Linked DNA regions of Sus scrofa: all the other regions are linked to region 3. Evidence: chromatin contacts called from public Hi-C and HiChIP or PLAC-seq data. All regions are on one chromosome and are shown on one strand. The core of a region is the stretch at or near the end of the contact, and the rest is flanking DNA. Distances in the headings are between cores, read along the strand shown. Region 1 overlaps ARNT2 (aryl hydrocarbon receptor nuclear translocator 2). Region 2 overlaps ARNT2 (aryl hydrocarbon receptor nuclear translocator 2). Region 3 holds the start of MESDC2 (LDLR chaperone MESD). Region 4 holds the start of STARD5 (stAR-related lipid transfer protein 5).

Evidence for each region. Hi-C and Micro-C count contacts between places; a contact is called where the count stands out from the background. HiChIP or PLAC-seq counts read pairs in DNA pulled down with a chosen protein or histone mark.
Region 1: a contact with region 3 is called in an H3K27ac HiChIP or PLAC-seq map of alveolar macrophages. The contact joins the enhancer-like site here to the promoter of MESDC2 in region 3. A contact is called at or near these places in 13 of 47 Hi-C or Micro-C datasets (alveolar macrophages, embryonic fibroblasts, fetal heart ventricle and 7 more) and 2 of 2 datasets of contacts at active chromatin or transcription factors (alveolar macrophages and skeletal muscle).
Region 2: a contact with region 3 is called in an H3K27ac HiChIP or PLAC-seq map of alveolar macrophages. The contact joins the enhancer-like site here to the promoter of MESDC2 in region 3. A contact is called at or near these places in 10 of 47 Hi-C or Micro-C datasets (embryonic fibroblasts, fetal skeletal muscle, liver and 6 more) and 2 of 2 datasets of contacts at active chromatin or transcription factors (alveolar macrophages and skeletal muscle).
Region 4: a contact with region 3 is called in a Hi-C map of liver, with 3 times the contacts expected there. The contact joins the promoter of STARD5 here to the promoter of MESDC2 in region 3. A contact is called at or near these places in 2 of 47 Hi-C or Micro-C datasets (alveolar macrophages and liver) and 1 of 2 datasets of contacts at active chromatin or transcription factors (alveolar macrophages).

The regions. Positions count from the first base shown.
Region 1 is chr7:49,418,270-49,421,870 of Sscrofa11.1, reverse strand. The region is part of intron 12 of ARNT2 (aryl hydrocarbon receptor nuclear translocator 2); the gene reads right to left. Among named protein-coding and RNA genes, the nearest start is that of ABHD17C, 120 kb to the left of the region's middle. Within about 2 kb of position 1,575, at least 8 of the 83 cell types and tissues checked have an H3K27ac peak or open chromatin away from gene starts, as enhancers often do. A contact at or near this core is called in alveolar macrophages, where this site is marked.
Region 2 is chr7:49,307,455-49,310,861 of Sscrofa11.1, reverse strand. The region is part of intron 2 of ARNT2 (aryl hydrocarbon receptor nuclear translocator 2); the gene reads right to left. Among named protein-coding and RNA genes, the nearest start is that of ARNT2, 50 kb to the right of the region's middle. Within about 2 kb of position 2,126, at least 19 of the 83 cell types and tissues checked have an H3K27ac peak or open chromatin away from gene starts, as enhancers often do. A contact at or near this core is called in alveolar macrophages, embryonic fibroblasts, omental adipose tissue and 1 more, where this site is marked.
Region 3 is chr7:49,816,155-49,819,333 of Sscrofa11.1, reverse strand. It overlaps MESDC2 (LDLR chaperone MESD), which reads left to right and starts at 1,609. Exons shown (of 3, transcript XM_001928863.5): 1 at 1,609-1,940. The coding sequence starts at 1,734.
Region 4 is chr7:50,117,301-50,120,895 of Sscrofa11.1, reverse strand. It overlaps STARD5 (stAR-related lipid transfer protein 5), which reads left to right and starts at 2,244. Exons shown (of 6, transcript XM_003128449.4): 1 at 2,244-2,460; 2 at 3,152-3,201; 3 at 3,557-3,595. The coding sequence starts at 2,362.

The sequences.
Region 1 (3,601 bases), core at 326-2,825, 400 kb after region 3:
TTAAATTTAGGCTGTCAATATTTAGGAAATAAGTTTTGACTTAGAACTTCACTTTATGCAGGGTAAAAGACATCACACTAGAAAATTAAAAAAACAAACAAAAAAATGAAGGTGAAGCAAAGCCGAATGATGCTGGCGGTTTCAGCTAACACTTGCTTTCCTGTAAGCTGGTAGGACGTGACATCATTCCATTCAACTTTCACACTAAATTTTCATAGCGGTTACTTTATCCGGCACTAAAATTAAGAGACTGGAATTTAAAGAGGCCAAGTGGTTGTTCCAGTTGGCTGACCAGTAAGTGGCTGTGACACGGCAGAGCCAGGATCTGACCTAATACTTCTGACCTTGTTCTGCTCTCTGCATGGCTGCTCGACTTGGGAAAGGAAAAGACACCCTGAGGAGATGACTTCTTTATGTTTTAAAGTTATGGAAACTGGGTTACTTTTAAGGTACAGTGAGACCTGCAGCTCGGAGCCTAAAAATTAGGCAGGATGACTTCAACCCTAAATACCAATAAGAACGGCAGGCAAGGAGTTCCTGTTGTGGTGCAGCAGAAATGAGTCTGACTAGCATCCATGAGGATGCAGGTTCGATCCCTGGCCTTGCTCAGTGGGTTAAGAATCCAGCATTGCCATGAGCTGTGGTATAGGTTGCAGATGCAGCTCGGATCTGGTGTTGCTGTGGCTGTGGTGTTAGGCCAGTGGCTACAGCTATGATATGACTTCTAGCCTGGGAACCTCCATATGCCACGGGAGCGGCCCTAAAAAGACAGAAAAAAAAAAAAAAAAAAAAAAGAATGGCAGGCAAAAAAATTACTGGCAAATTACTGACAAAAACCATCTCAATCCGACCTCCTGCCCATGAATCCTTAAATTGAGGACATGAAGAGACCATTCAAGTATAAACAAACAACCATGTAATATGCAATATGTATACATATAATATGTATATACATATAATAAGCAAGTCATTAGGGAAACATTTCACCATAAAAATATTCAACATAAGTGCAAATTAAAATAACCTCAAAGTACAATTTTTCACCTACTAAGTTGGTAAAAATCTGCTTAGCCTGGTAGCTTGGTGTCGAAACTACTCTGGCCCCACTCTGCAGGAGAGGCGTGTGTGGACACCATCTTCCTGGAAAGCACTGTCGACCTCATTAGGAAGCATGGCGACGGTCACACCCTTCCAGGTGGCCATCCTGCCGCTGGAGGTTGTGCTAAGGAAATGATTCAGGGGCAGGAAAGAAGAGCTATCCACGCACATCTCTATGGCCATCATAGGGGAGCGACTTTTGTCACCTACGTATATTAATTTGCTGAGTAAACCCTCTACGGTCATCCACAGGGGCTACCAGGAAGATGATCTAGAAACACCTGAAGATGATCTAAGAGCATGTGGAGAAGCTCAGCACAAAACGTTCTGTACGCCGTGATCATGGCGAGAGTCTGGGGGATGCAGGAAGGAGCTGTGTGGTCGAGCCAGGAGGAAGGTGAGAAGGATGCCAGCATACACTGTGCCTCTGTCCTGCCCTCTGCTGGGAGTCTGCACTCCCTGCAACTCACGCAAGCCTCATCGTGTGAGCTCACAGCCCTGCTGGTATCGTACAGCTCCCTTTACACGTGAGCAAAGTGAGGCCCAGAGAGGCTACGAGCGGCAGAGAATAGATGCTGCTCTCGGAAGGGGAGATGAAGGCGGGGGTAGGGAAGGGGTTACTTAGCAGGTGTGGGCAGGAAGGGAAAGAGCATGGATGCTGAGGAACCCTGGGCTAGCAGCAGTGGGGGAGCCGCACGTTCCCCACGGCTGAAGGGGCGAGCGGGATCGGCTGCCTGATGACAGATGGAGCCTGGTTTGATGGCGACGCAGTCCATGCCCAACCTCGGGAAGCGGCCACACACTCCTTCCCAGCCTCCTCTACCCTGGCTGTCTGCAGCCAGTCCCCTCTACTGGCCAGACAACTGGAAGCCAGAGAGCCAGGGAGCCCACTTGGTCCTGTCCGTAAGTTCAACACCGGCCCCTCCCAAGCACATCTAAGGCAGCGTGTGGAGAGAAGTCCTCACAGGACAAACCCGAATGTCAACACAACCACCAGGCTGATCGGTGGTGAAGACTGAGCAAGAAGAGATTTTCTAACTCCGAGGACTGGAGCATTCCTTCCACTGACTATTCGCAGCTCCTGGGAACAGAGTGCACAGAGGGAGCCGGTCCGCAGCTCCCCTGCTGGATCAATCCTGCTGCTCCATCTCCTCTAATGCGTCACTGGCTGGTCTCTGCCCAACCCCACCCCCCCACCCCCAATGTCCTGGGGAGCTTGCTACTTTTCCAGGCAGCTGGCTCCATTTGCAGACAGAAACAGGAGAAAAAGTCTGTCCCCCAAACAGCCCAAATCTATCTTCTCACAGCTCCCAGTGTGGGTTCCAACTCCACCCTGGAGAGGCGCAATGTTGAATTCTGTTTCTAAACTCTTTTTCTTAGCATGCAAAGAGATGCATAATCTGAACATGATGGACGGGTCCTGCCATGCCTTTCACCTGGTGCCTCTGGTGTGTGTGTCTCTCACAAGGGAGAAAGAACATCCTAGAAGTGCACCCCAGTTGGAGGACCTGGTGAATCTGAATTTGGAACTAAGCCCAGAGGAGTCATTCCTTCAGTGAAATGTGCTGAAATACCTCCATACCAGCTACCGGGGAGAGCATGACAGATCAGAACCCATGTGGTCCCCGACCTCAGGGAGGTGACAGCCTCCAGGGGAAGATGGACAGGCCAGCAAGCAACTGTAGTATGGGAATTAAGGGCCATGATATGGGAAGAACAAGGTTCGAACACTGGACTAAGACCAGCAACACATGATTTGTCCATGAGGCCAGCCAAGCTCATATGTGTTAATACCAGGAAACAGAAGGCCTAAAAATAACTTTCCAGAAACGTGGTATTTCAAAAAAATTTAAGGAATATAATGTTTCACAGAAAAATCACAACGTTCCATATTTTCAGTTCTGCTTTATTTCAATTTCCATCTCGAGGGCAGCATCATCTTTGGTCTCAGGGCCTCTAAAATCTGAGCACCATCCTCAGAGCCAGGATGCCACCAACGTTTCTCACATCTCTGCAAACGTCTCCTTTTGCAGATAAAGAAATTGAGGCTTAGGGAGTTTCAGTGATGTGCCCAGGGTGACAGTGCTCTGTATGGCACACATAGGTAGGACTCAGGGTGAAGTCTGTCTGTCTGCAAACCCTGCACTCTGTCCACAGATGTAATAGGAACCATCATTCCCCACCTCCAAGGTATCACCTTGAGTTACCAGGTGGGACAAAAAAATTGTGGTTGGAGATTTTTGTGGGATTGGAGGTGTGAACGCCCCTCCATGGCAGGAAGCCATGGGCCACCCTCTCTCCCTTTCGCAAGTTGCCCTGCGCCTAACCTTCAACACAAGTATTTTTTTCCGGGAAATAACGACCACTCCTACCTCGTACCTCAGCCTTGGGGTCCAGTCCAAAGACAAAACCTTGGCGAGGGGGCAGTTGTGCTGCTGTGCCTGGGTGCCTGGCCTCGGGGTGAAGGGGCAGAAACCTAGCCCTCTCCACCGACCTGGCCAGC
Region 2 (3,407 bases), core at 877-3,376, 510 kb after region 3:
CTCTGAGCAGAAGGGAGGCCAGCCTGCCTGGCAGCCAGGGTGGAGAAGTCCCTTCTCAGAACACCCAGCACAAGAATGGCAGGTGTGCTCAAGGGCCAGAGCTACCCATGCCTGGGCTGTTGGCCCCACAGGGAGGGTGCTTCCTATCCTCAGCTCTAAGGGTGGGACCCCACTGGGTAATGGGTGACAAGGGGAAAGCACAGGGCACCCAGGCCACCAGGAAAGGCCACGCACACTGTACAGGAAGAACCGTTCCTGCATAAGCACCTGTGAGAAGCCCCTAATAAGATACAGCATATTCTCTAGGCTTTGGAGTAACATGGGGGACCTAGGTCAGGGGACTGGTATTACACAGGGAAGAAGAACACTTTCTTCTTTAAAATGCTATCCTTTTAATAGTGTTTTATGTGCAGTGTGGCCAGAATTCTCATCTGGGCATCAGTCTGTGGGGGAGGACCTGATGAAATTCACTGCCAGTTTGGGATCCCTGATTTCCACAGGGGCTCGAACTAGCTGCTGGGAATGAAAGAACAAATGGAGTTAGATAACTGAGAGAGATGGCCACAAGGATAACAAAAATACCTCTGCACAAAGAGAAGGGGAGGCAGGGAAGAAAAGTGACAAGAAAGGGAAAATAGAGTTAAAAGACCATCCGCCCATTAGTGGGAGACAACCATGCACCTCCTACAATACAGACAGGGCGACCAGGCACCAGACAGCAGCTGCACAATTGTCTGTGTTGTGGGAAGATGTGGGCTGAACACATGAATTTCTAAATGAAGTCAAGTCATCAGTTTTCTGCTTAGTTACTAAGCCACCGCCTCACCTTTCCTGAAAATGACACCTGGGAGATAAGCACCAAAGAGTCTGCTCGGGGAGCACTGTGCCTTTGCGGAGCCGCAGAACCACACTGCCACCCAGTGTTCATCATGGGTAAGAGCGACTCTGCTGTGGACACGAGGCTTAATAATACCCTGGGCTGTCAACAGTTGCATGTGAAGAAAAAGAAATCGCATTTTCAAAATTCCAATGGATTTATGCAAGCCTTGAGCAAAACCTCAAGTGGGTGTGAGATGTACAGTTATCTTTAAAATGCCTTTCAGCTCAAATTGATATGAGTGTGATAATCTGGCTCCTGCGAGACGCCATTTATTAGTCAGCGGTTCCTCCTCAGCCTGCATGATCTTTGGGGCATTTAGGGTGACCAATCGTCCTGATTTTCCCCGACTGAGGGATTCGTGAGGTAGAGGACCTCAGTGTTAAACCTGGGAAAGTCCCGGGCCAACTACACAGATAGTTGGTCCCCGTGGTTTCCGTAAGGACAGCTCAGGTCTGTGCCCGGTCCTCATGCAGCAGGCAGATGGGGAGGTGAGGCACAGGGCAACTGGTCCCAGCTGGGACCAGGTCAGCCCACCTGAGCAGAGGGTATAAGAGAGGATGGCTGGGCTCTGGAGCCAGAGTTTTCTAGGGGCTGTGGAAAACGTAGCAGGATTTGTCTGTGAAAAATTAGGGACCACAAAACTGTGCCTTCCCGGCTGTGCAGATGCTGCAGTCACATCTCGTCCTTCTGAAAAGTGTGACATGGAGATGGACTCAGGAGAGAAGTCAGGACATAACAAATCCTCAGGGTCACTCACTTGACCCCCAAAGCAGGCTCACTGCTCACAGGCCACACAGAGAAAATCAGCTTCTGAGGACAAAGGAGCTTTTGGAGGAGTGCTTGCAAAAGGCTGCCTCCGGGTCTTCTGCCACCACGGCAAATGCGCCGCTGTGAACATGACCGCAATAGCTATGTTTATTTCTTCTGCTATAAAACCTCTGAGTAAATCATCTCTTATTTTATGTCTTTTCTGTGTCTCAACTACACTGAAACATCTGGATAATAAAAAGGAAAAATCAAAATATGACTTTTAAGTCCCGTTGTGTTCACCTTAAAGAATTCGGTACAATAAGTGGATAACAAAAGAGTCCTCCAACGGTGGTTTGAAATGCGTTTTACCCGTCAATTTACATGAATAAAAAGCTGTGCAAGTCACTTCGGAGCCTGCCCCTGGTTAAGAGTGAGGGATGTGAATCTGCCCTACAGTGACTGTGTCATAATAATAATGATGCATCATCAACGATGAGTCACCAAGCGATTCACTTGTGCTCTCATGAGAAAGGATGTGAGGCCGTGCCAGTGAGGCTGGCTCTAGAGCAGCAGCAAAGGAGTGACCCCGGGCCAGCTCATAATATCTGCTGACAAAAAGGGAAGTGACATGGGTGCCGGCAAATGTCCTTTCTTCAGAGCCTGGATCAGGCGGCTGGGGCTATAGCGACATCACGGCATAAATGCAAACCCAGCCGAATACCTGCTTATGTGCTGTGAACTGTATTTAACCACAGTCCAGCAGCCGTGGGGTTACACCGGAGGGCAATACCAGTCTGCTGGCTGTGCACACTTTGGAAACCGTCTGCCTCAAGAATGATATTTGAGAAGCCCAGCATTTGATTCCAAGGCAGTGGGAAGGTGCTGGTACATCCAGGTACCACAGCCTCCCTCCTCCCTCCTTAAGGGCTGGCTCTGGGGCACAGCCGCTGTCTAATCTAATCACAGCCACTTCCCAGTCACTGTAAAAGCACCCATGTGCGAGTTCCCTTCATGGCTCAGCGGTTAATGAACCCGACTAGCATCCATGAGGACGCAGGTTCAATCCCTGGCCTCGCTCAGTGGGTTACGGATCCAGCGCTGCCATAAGCTGTGATGTAGGTCGCAGATGCAGCTCGGAACTGGTGTTGCTGTGGCTGTGGTGTAGGCTGGCAGCTGCAGATCTGATTCGACCCCTAGCCTTGGAACCTCCATATGCTGTGGGTGCGGCCCTAAAAAGGCAAAAAAAAAAAGGGAAAAAAAGGCATCCATGGGCCCTGTGGGTGCCCCCCCCCCATCCCCTCCCTGAGATCAGGGCATTCTTGACAAAGATGCAGTCCAGGTGACTTGCTTCTGCTCTTTTCTCTCACACATGTGGAATCACTTTTCAAAGAATCTGAAACTTCTGAACCTTCACCTTGTGTCCCCACTGCTAGCAGAGCACGCAGCTGGCTAAGACGCCGACTGGGGAAGGCTGTCCGGGGAGTGGAAAGAACATTCAGCCCAGAGGATCCAGGGCATCGGGCCAGGCATGTGGCCGGGGATCCAAACCCCACGAGGGGTCAGTTCTACTCGGCTCGGAGACACTGGGGCGGCCTGGGTGGTTATCCTGGGAAGCTGGGACATGTTCCCTCCGCCAAAATAACCAGGTCAGAGTGGGAGGACCTAGGCAGGGACTGGGGGGGTGGGGGGTGTAAGGTCTGTGCCTCCTCCTGTTTCCCCTCTCCCTCCACCCCCCACTTTGTCTCTCCTTCTCTCCCTCTGTGTGTCTCCAACTGCG
Region 3 (3,179 bases), core at 360-2,859:
TCTGAGGCCGTGGAGCAGGGTGGGGGGGTTAAGACTTCATCATAAGAAAATTTGGGGGGATACGGAGTTCCCATCGTGACGCAGTGGTTAACAAATCCGACTAGGAACCATAAGGTTGCGGGTTCGGTCCCTGCCCTTGCTCAGTGGGTTAACGATCTGGCGTTGCCATGAGCTGTGGTGTAGGTTGCAGATGCGGCTCAGATCCCGTGTTGCTGTGGCTCTGGTGTAGGCCGGTGGCTACAGCTCCGATTCGACCCCTAGCCTGGGAACCTCCATATGCTGTGAGAGCGGCCCAAGAAATAGCAAAAAGACAAAAAAAAAAAAAAAAAAAGAGAAAATTTGGGGGGATATAATTCAGCCCATAAACAAGGCATGAATAAAGTTTGCAGTGGTTTGTTTTTTTCCTTTTTAGGTAATAGAATAATTAGTAATAAATGGCCATCAGAAGGGTAATAGGGAAATAAACTATTGGCATATTAATACCAAAGCATACTATATCTGCAATATAAAGAATGAAAGCTCATCATCTCATGTTGGTAAGTGGAAAACACTTTTAAGGAGCCAATACATTTACCAATTTGGACAGCGTGCTGCCATAAACACACATGTAAATGTAACAAAGCCATTTCTAGAGACATTTTGATGTTTGTAAATGTATAGTAAAATGTATATGATATTCAACAGACTGATAACTGGTTGGTGTGGGATAGTTAGAATGTTTGAAACTGTACAATGTTGGAATATTTTACAACTACACTAAGTGCCTTATTCAATTAAAAGTTTAAAAGAAATCAAAAGATCAGCCATTTAAAACTCGTTGAACTTTTTTTTTTGGCTGAGCCTGCACATGCATAAGTTGAACCCACACCTGAAGGATCCTTAACCACCCGAACCAGCAGCGAACTCCCTAAAACTCCTAGAATTTTAGAGCATCGCTGGCCAGAATCTTTTAAAGAAAGAAACAAAAAACAGAATGATTCATCCGTGAAAAGGATTAGTCAGAGCCGACAGTATTAGACTAAGACTAAAATCGGAAGAGATTACCGAAGCTATTTTACAGATGAAAAGTAATCATTTTTTTAAAAAGCTTTTTCAAATTCAAGCGATGACAGTAATATTGAATGCCAAACTGAATCATCCCCACTGAGCAGCAAAGCAGTGGGCCCGAGCTATTGATGATCGTCTGAAAAAGATGCTCTACCTGCCACTCCTTTTTTTAACTGGTGGTTCTCAAAGGAAGTTGCAGGGGACCAAGAGGAAACGTGTGACCCCGTGAAACCGGCTTTCTCAAAGCAAAGGCAGCTCCCAGAACTTCCAGCTCTAATTCATTTCACAGGCCTAGCGAGGTGCCGTTCGAGGATTCCAAGAGGCCGTGAGGGAACTTTTGGACCTGGCCTACCCGTAGGAGAGAAAAAGTTCGGCCTCGGGCTGGGCCGAAAATGAACGAGAGCACTCGGGTCCGATCCAGGACGGGCAGAAAGCCTCAGCTGGACACGAGGGGCAGGGCGGGGCCAAGATGGCGGAGGGGCGGGGCTCCCGGAGGTGGGGCTGGAGGAAATGGGACGGGGCGGGGCCTGGTAGGCTACTCAGGGCCGGGAGGCGGGGCTGAGGGCGGGGCGGGGTCCGACGCAGGCGACGGTAGGGGGCGGGTCCAGGAGAGAGGTGGCCTGGGGCGGGGCCGGTGGCTCGCGCAGGTCCGGTCCGCCCTCGCTACCCGGCGCTGCGCGGCGAAGATGGCGGCCTCCGCCTGGGCGCGCACCGCCGTGGTCCTTCTCTGTGTCTCTGATCTGCTGCTTCTCGTGCTGCTGCCGCCAAGGGCGTTCGCCGCTGAGGGCCCAGCCAAAACGCCCAGCGAGGCTACTCCACCTCCCCGGAAGAAGAAGAAGGATATTCGCGACTACAATGATGCGGACATGGCTCGTCTTCTGGAACAGTGGGAGGTCCGCGGCGCGCGCACACCCTCCCTGCTCTTCTCTGTCCCGGCCCTTCTCTGTCCTGGCCCCGCTCCTAGTGACCTCTTACCTCCTCCGTATTGGGACCCTTTAGACTTCCGTCTCGGTACCTTCTGACCCCCTAACCTCCTCTGCTGCGTATGCCGTGATCCCTTAGTGACCTACTCCAACCATCGTTGACCCTCGGTGTCCCCTCTGACCCCCTTACGCCCTGCCTACCCCGGTCCCAGGCCATTCATCCCAGTATCCTCTTCCATCATTCCTCTGGCCACTCCAATCACGGGTCAGCCTCTCACTATTCAGCTCTACTTTGTCTTTAGTGCCCTGGTCGCTCCACGCATTGCCCCGTATGGGCAGTGAGCCCTGCAAATGGGGAGGGAGACCTTTTCCACTCCACTCCTGAAGAATGGAGTGAGGGGTATGGGGAGGATTATCTTTCAAGAGGGCCGTTTCAACTTTCGTAGTTCTCCGTGTTCTAAATCAGTAGGACAGAATTCCCATTTTGGGTATATGTCCCTGCTGAGGGTTTTGTGATTTTTTTTTGAGTGGCTTTAATTTGGGAGGGTAGTGGGAGGCGGTAGCCAAGGCTAGTGGCGCTCCCTAGTTTAAAGGAATAATGACTTGATTTGAATGAGTTTTCTAGTTTGTTACTTGAATGCACTGGAGTGTGTCATTGCAAGGAGTGGATAATAACCTTTTTAGGTAAAGTTTACTAAACCAAAACCACGTTGCTGCTTCTTTCCAAAGGTGGTTGTGTTGTCCTGGTGAATTTGCACAGCTGGTGGAGTTGAGTCAGAAACTAGGATTCTGGGAGTTCCCGTCGTGGCGCAGTGGTTAACAAATCCGACTAGGAACCATGAGATTGCGGGTTCGGTCCCTGGCTTTGCTCAGTGGGTTAACGATCCGGCGTTGCCGTGAACTGTGGTGTAGGTTGCAGACACGGCTCGGATCCCGCGTTGCTGTGGCTCTGGTGTGGGCTGGGAGCTACAGCTCCGATTAGACCCCTAGCCTGGGAACCTCCATATGCTGTGGGAGCGGCCCAAGAAATGGCAAAAAGACAAAAAAAAAAAAAAAAAAAAGAAAGAAAGAAAGAAACTAGGATTCTACTCGCTGTGTAACCTTGGGCAAGTCACGTCTCCATTCTAGGCCTCTGGTTCCTTATCTGCTGAGTGAGATTGCACTGGATGATTTCTTCCAACATTGACGCTTTATTATTCTGTGGGTATC
Region 4 (3,595 bases), core at 995-3,494, 300 kb before region 3:
GTCAGTTACTTACCAAGGTCACAGCTAGTGAGCAGTGATGCTGGGATTTGAACCCGGGCAATCTGACTTGGGCACTGACTCTCTTATGTGCAGTACTATTGCCATCAATTTACATGTTGAATATATATGTATGTATCATAATATATATGATATTGTTCTGTAATGTATAAAACTTTTTATTTTGTGGAGGTAAGAATTTAAATAATTTTATTTTAACAATTAAGTTTGAAACACCTTTATTTTCTTCACAGAGAGTGATATTGCTCTTGGAAAGAACAATCTGCTCACATCAACTCAGATTTCTAATCCCCTAGGCTCTGTTGAGCATTTCCTGTCTGTTCCAGCTCCACCTTTGTTCATCTGGGCCACATTATGGTAATGGCTACATAATAACCCACTGCATGGATATCCTGTAACTTTAATCTACTAGCAAATAATAGGTTGTTTCCGGTGGCCAGCACATCTTCATGCAGGAGTGGCTGGGTCAAAAACAGGTAAATTAAAATTTCCATCCATGTTATTTTGCTCCCAGAAGGTTGCAAAAATTTACATGCTCACCCAGTGTGTAAAAACAACTGTTTCTCCACTCACCAACACAGAGAATTAACAAACCTCTTCAGACTTGTCCCTCATATAGGAGTAAAATGTTTTAATTTTTTTCACTTGTAATTCTCTGACTATGAGAGAAGTTCTGCATCTTTTCATTCCTTTGTTAGTCATGTTAATTTTTTTGCAAAGTGTCTGTTCGTATCTGATGCATTCTTTTCGTCTGTTGGGCTGTTTGAAAATGCCTTAATGATTTGTAAAAGCATGTTGTACATTAAGAAAACTTACTTTTAGTTAAAATATGCTCCAGTTTCCCCCTCAAATTATGGTCAGACTTTTATTCATTTATTTATTCATTATTAGTATTTTTTTCGCTACGCCTTTGGCATGTGGAACTTCCTGGGCCAGGGACTGAACCCATGCCACAGCAGTGACCCAAGCCACTACAGTGACAACGCTGGACCCTGCACCACAAAACTCCCTGCTCTAACGTTTTGTGACATTTTGATGTATTTAATTTTTTAAACTTGGTTATTGATCTTTTTCTCTAATGTCTCCTAGGAACGTTCACACACGTTACTTCCCTTGCCCAGCACAATGGCACAGTGAGGCATTCATTATTGTTCCATTTCGCCTCCAAGCACAACAGCTAAGTGATTTGGCCAAACCACACGGAGTTGTGGGTGAAACCAGGTCTAGAACTTGGATTCTCTAATGTCCCATCCAGGCGTCTTAACACCTGTCAGCCCATCAAATCGTCCAAAAAGAGGTTTCAAGTGGTCATTTTCCTTACACTACTTTTTTTTTTCAAACCTTTAAAGGAAACAATAAACACAATACGGAAAATACAGATTTCACCGTTGACCTTTCAAATATTTAGCTGGTTATAGCGCTGAAGAGGAGGAAAGGAGGCTGGGGGATGTGACCCCCACTCACTCCCCAAGATAGAAGCCACCCAGATGCGCAGAGCTCAGCGACCTCTTATCTAAACGCCAGCGCTCTCCCAGATATTAGGGTATCTCACTGTCTCCTGGACATCACTTACAAGTCTTTCAGGCACCTGCAACTGAGTCTCCCCAGAACTAAATTCATCATGTTTCCCCTCAATCCTGTCTCTCGTCCCCATCTCAACTAACCACCGGTGGCTCAAGCCTGGAGGTGGGAGTCAGGATGCTTTCCTGCTCCCGTAGCCTCCACGGTCTAGCACGGAGATCTCTATATCCTATCTCCTAAACACACTACGAGAGGTCCTCTTCTCGCCGCGTCCACCACGCACTCCCTACAGGTCACCACGGTCTCTCCCCTTAAGGCTGATGCTGCCTAGCTGGGCTTCCGGTCTCCACAGCCGCCCTAGAAAGATACTTGTGATGCAAATCTTCCTACCGTCCCGCCAGGCAGAAAGTCTCTGCGCATTCAAGGCAAATTCCTAAAACAAGCCTATCACGTACTCGTTGATCTGGCCCGCCCACTTTGTTCTCAGCAGCCGGCCCTCTGGAGTCCCCGCTCTCCAGCGTCCCTCCCTGAGGCGGGACAGGCTGGAGGCAGACGGGGCAGGACGGTGAGGGGCGTGTCTCGGACCCACCCCGCCAGCTGTGTGTCTCTTGGTGCCCGGCCGGGCGATCTCCGGCCCTGCCAATCCCAGAGCCGGGCAGGAACCGTCACAGGGCCCGGACCAATCCTAGGTCGGGGGCGGGGTTATGGGCGGGGCTCTGGGTTCCGCCTGGGGCCCGGGTTTTCCTGGCTTCAGAGGCAGGTACCTGGCCATCCCCGCACACCCTACCCGCGATTCCGCAGCCTCGCGCAGCTCTCGTCGCAATGGACCCGGCTCTGGCCGCGCAGATAACCGAGGCGGTAGCGGAGAAGATGCTCCAGTACCGGCAAGACAAGTCAGGCTGGAAGATTTGCCGGGAAGGCGTGAGTGAGAAGCTGGGCAGGAAGGGATCCGGGCACCTCTGCTCCTTGGGGCCGGGGTTTCAGAAGCCCCCAGTCTCCTCCTCTCCCGGTAGTTTTTTGCATACAACCCCCCCTCCCCGCCCCCCTGAGCTAGATTGAGAAGGAGATTCCACTGCGGGTTGTTCCCTTAAAAAATATATCGGGCCTTTTGTGTACACAATGACGCCGGGAAGTAAGTTTCTGCCCCTCTCATTGAAAGACTTGGCCAAGGTCACCTGGCTGGTAAATGCTCGAAGTGGAACCCGAGGCACCAGGCTCCCAAGCTCTTACTCGGTTCCTCAGACCCTGCGGCCCTCTCTTGATTCCGGGAGGGTGGCGTGGGGATAGTGCTACTCACCGAATACTTAGGATTTTGAACAAGCAGACCTAAATTGCTCGAGGAAACTAGATGCTGGTGGCTTTTAAGGTGGTTTGAAACCACCCCCTCCCCAGTGCTCTTCAAGCTTTAAGACCCCCCCTTTACCCATCTCGTGCTCCTATGAGGCAGCTTTGTCCAGGACTGGTCCCCAGGGTGCCACGTATCACTTGGGTCTCCTTGGAGATTCGCATCTCCTGAGGCTCTAGACTTTGCTTCCATGAAACAGGACTGGGCCAGGTGATCTCCCAGAGCCCTTCTAGCTCTAAAATTCTGCGATTCTGTGCCTTTTGACAGAATGGAGTTTCAGTTTCCTGGAGGCCATCTGTGGAGTTTCCAGGGAACCTGTAAGTGCATGCCTTGTTCAAAGCTTGTCAGAGGTGCCACCCCTTTCCTGCAGTTTCTGTGGGTTTGTTTCCCAAGACACCCCAGTCCACCCTAGCACCTGGAATCAACTTATCGGTTATCTTCCAGAAAAGCTTCCATGTTGTACTAAATTGCTTTTCCTCAAGCTGTATTTCTTATGAAAGCTTATTGTCTGTCCTTTTCTGCAGGCCTGAGGGAGGAGGACAGGTAAACCTCAGCCCCTTCTCTTGCAAGACTGTCTAAAAAAGTGATGATGAGATGGCTTCTAGTCTTTCTGTGTTATCCCAGGATAAGTTTGACTAATGCCTTGGGGACACATTCTTCTTTGTGCTCCAGGTACCGAGGAGAAGGCATTGTGAATGGGACTCTAGAGCA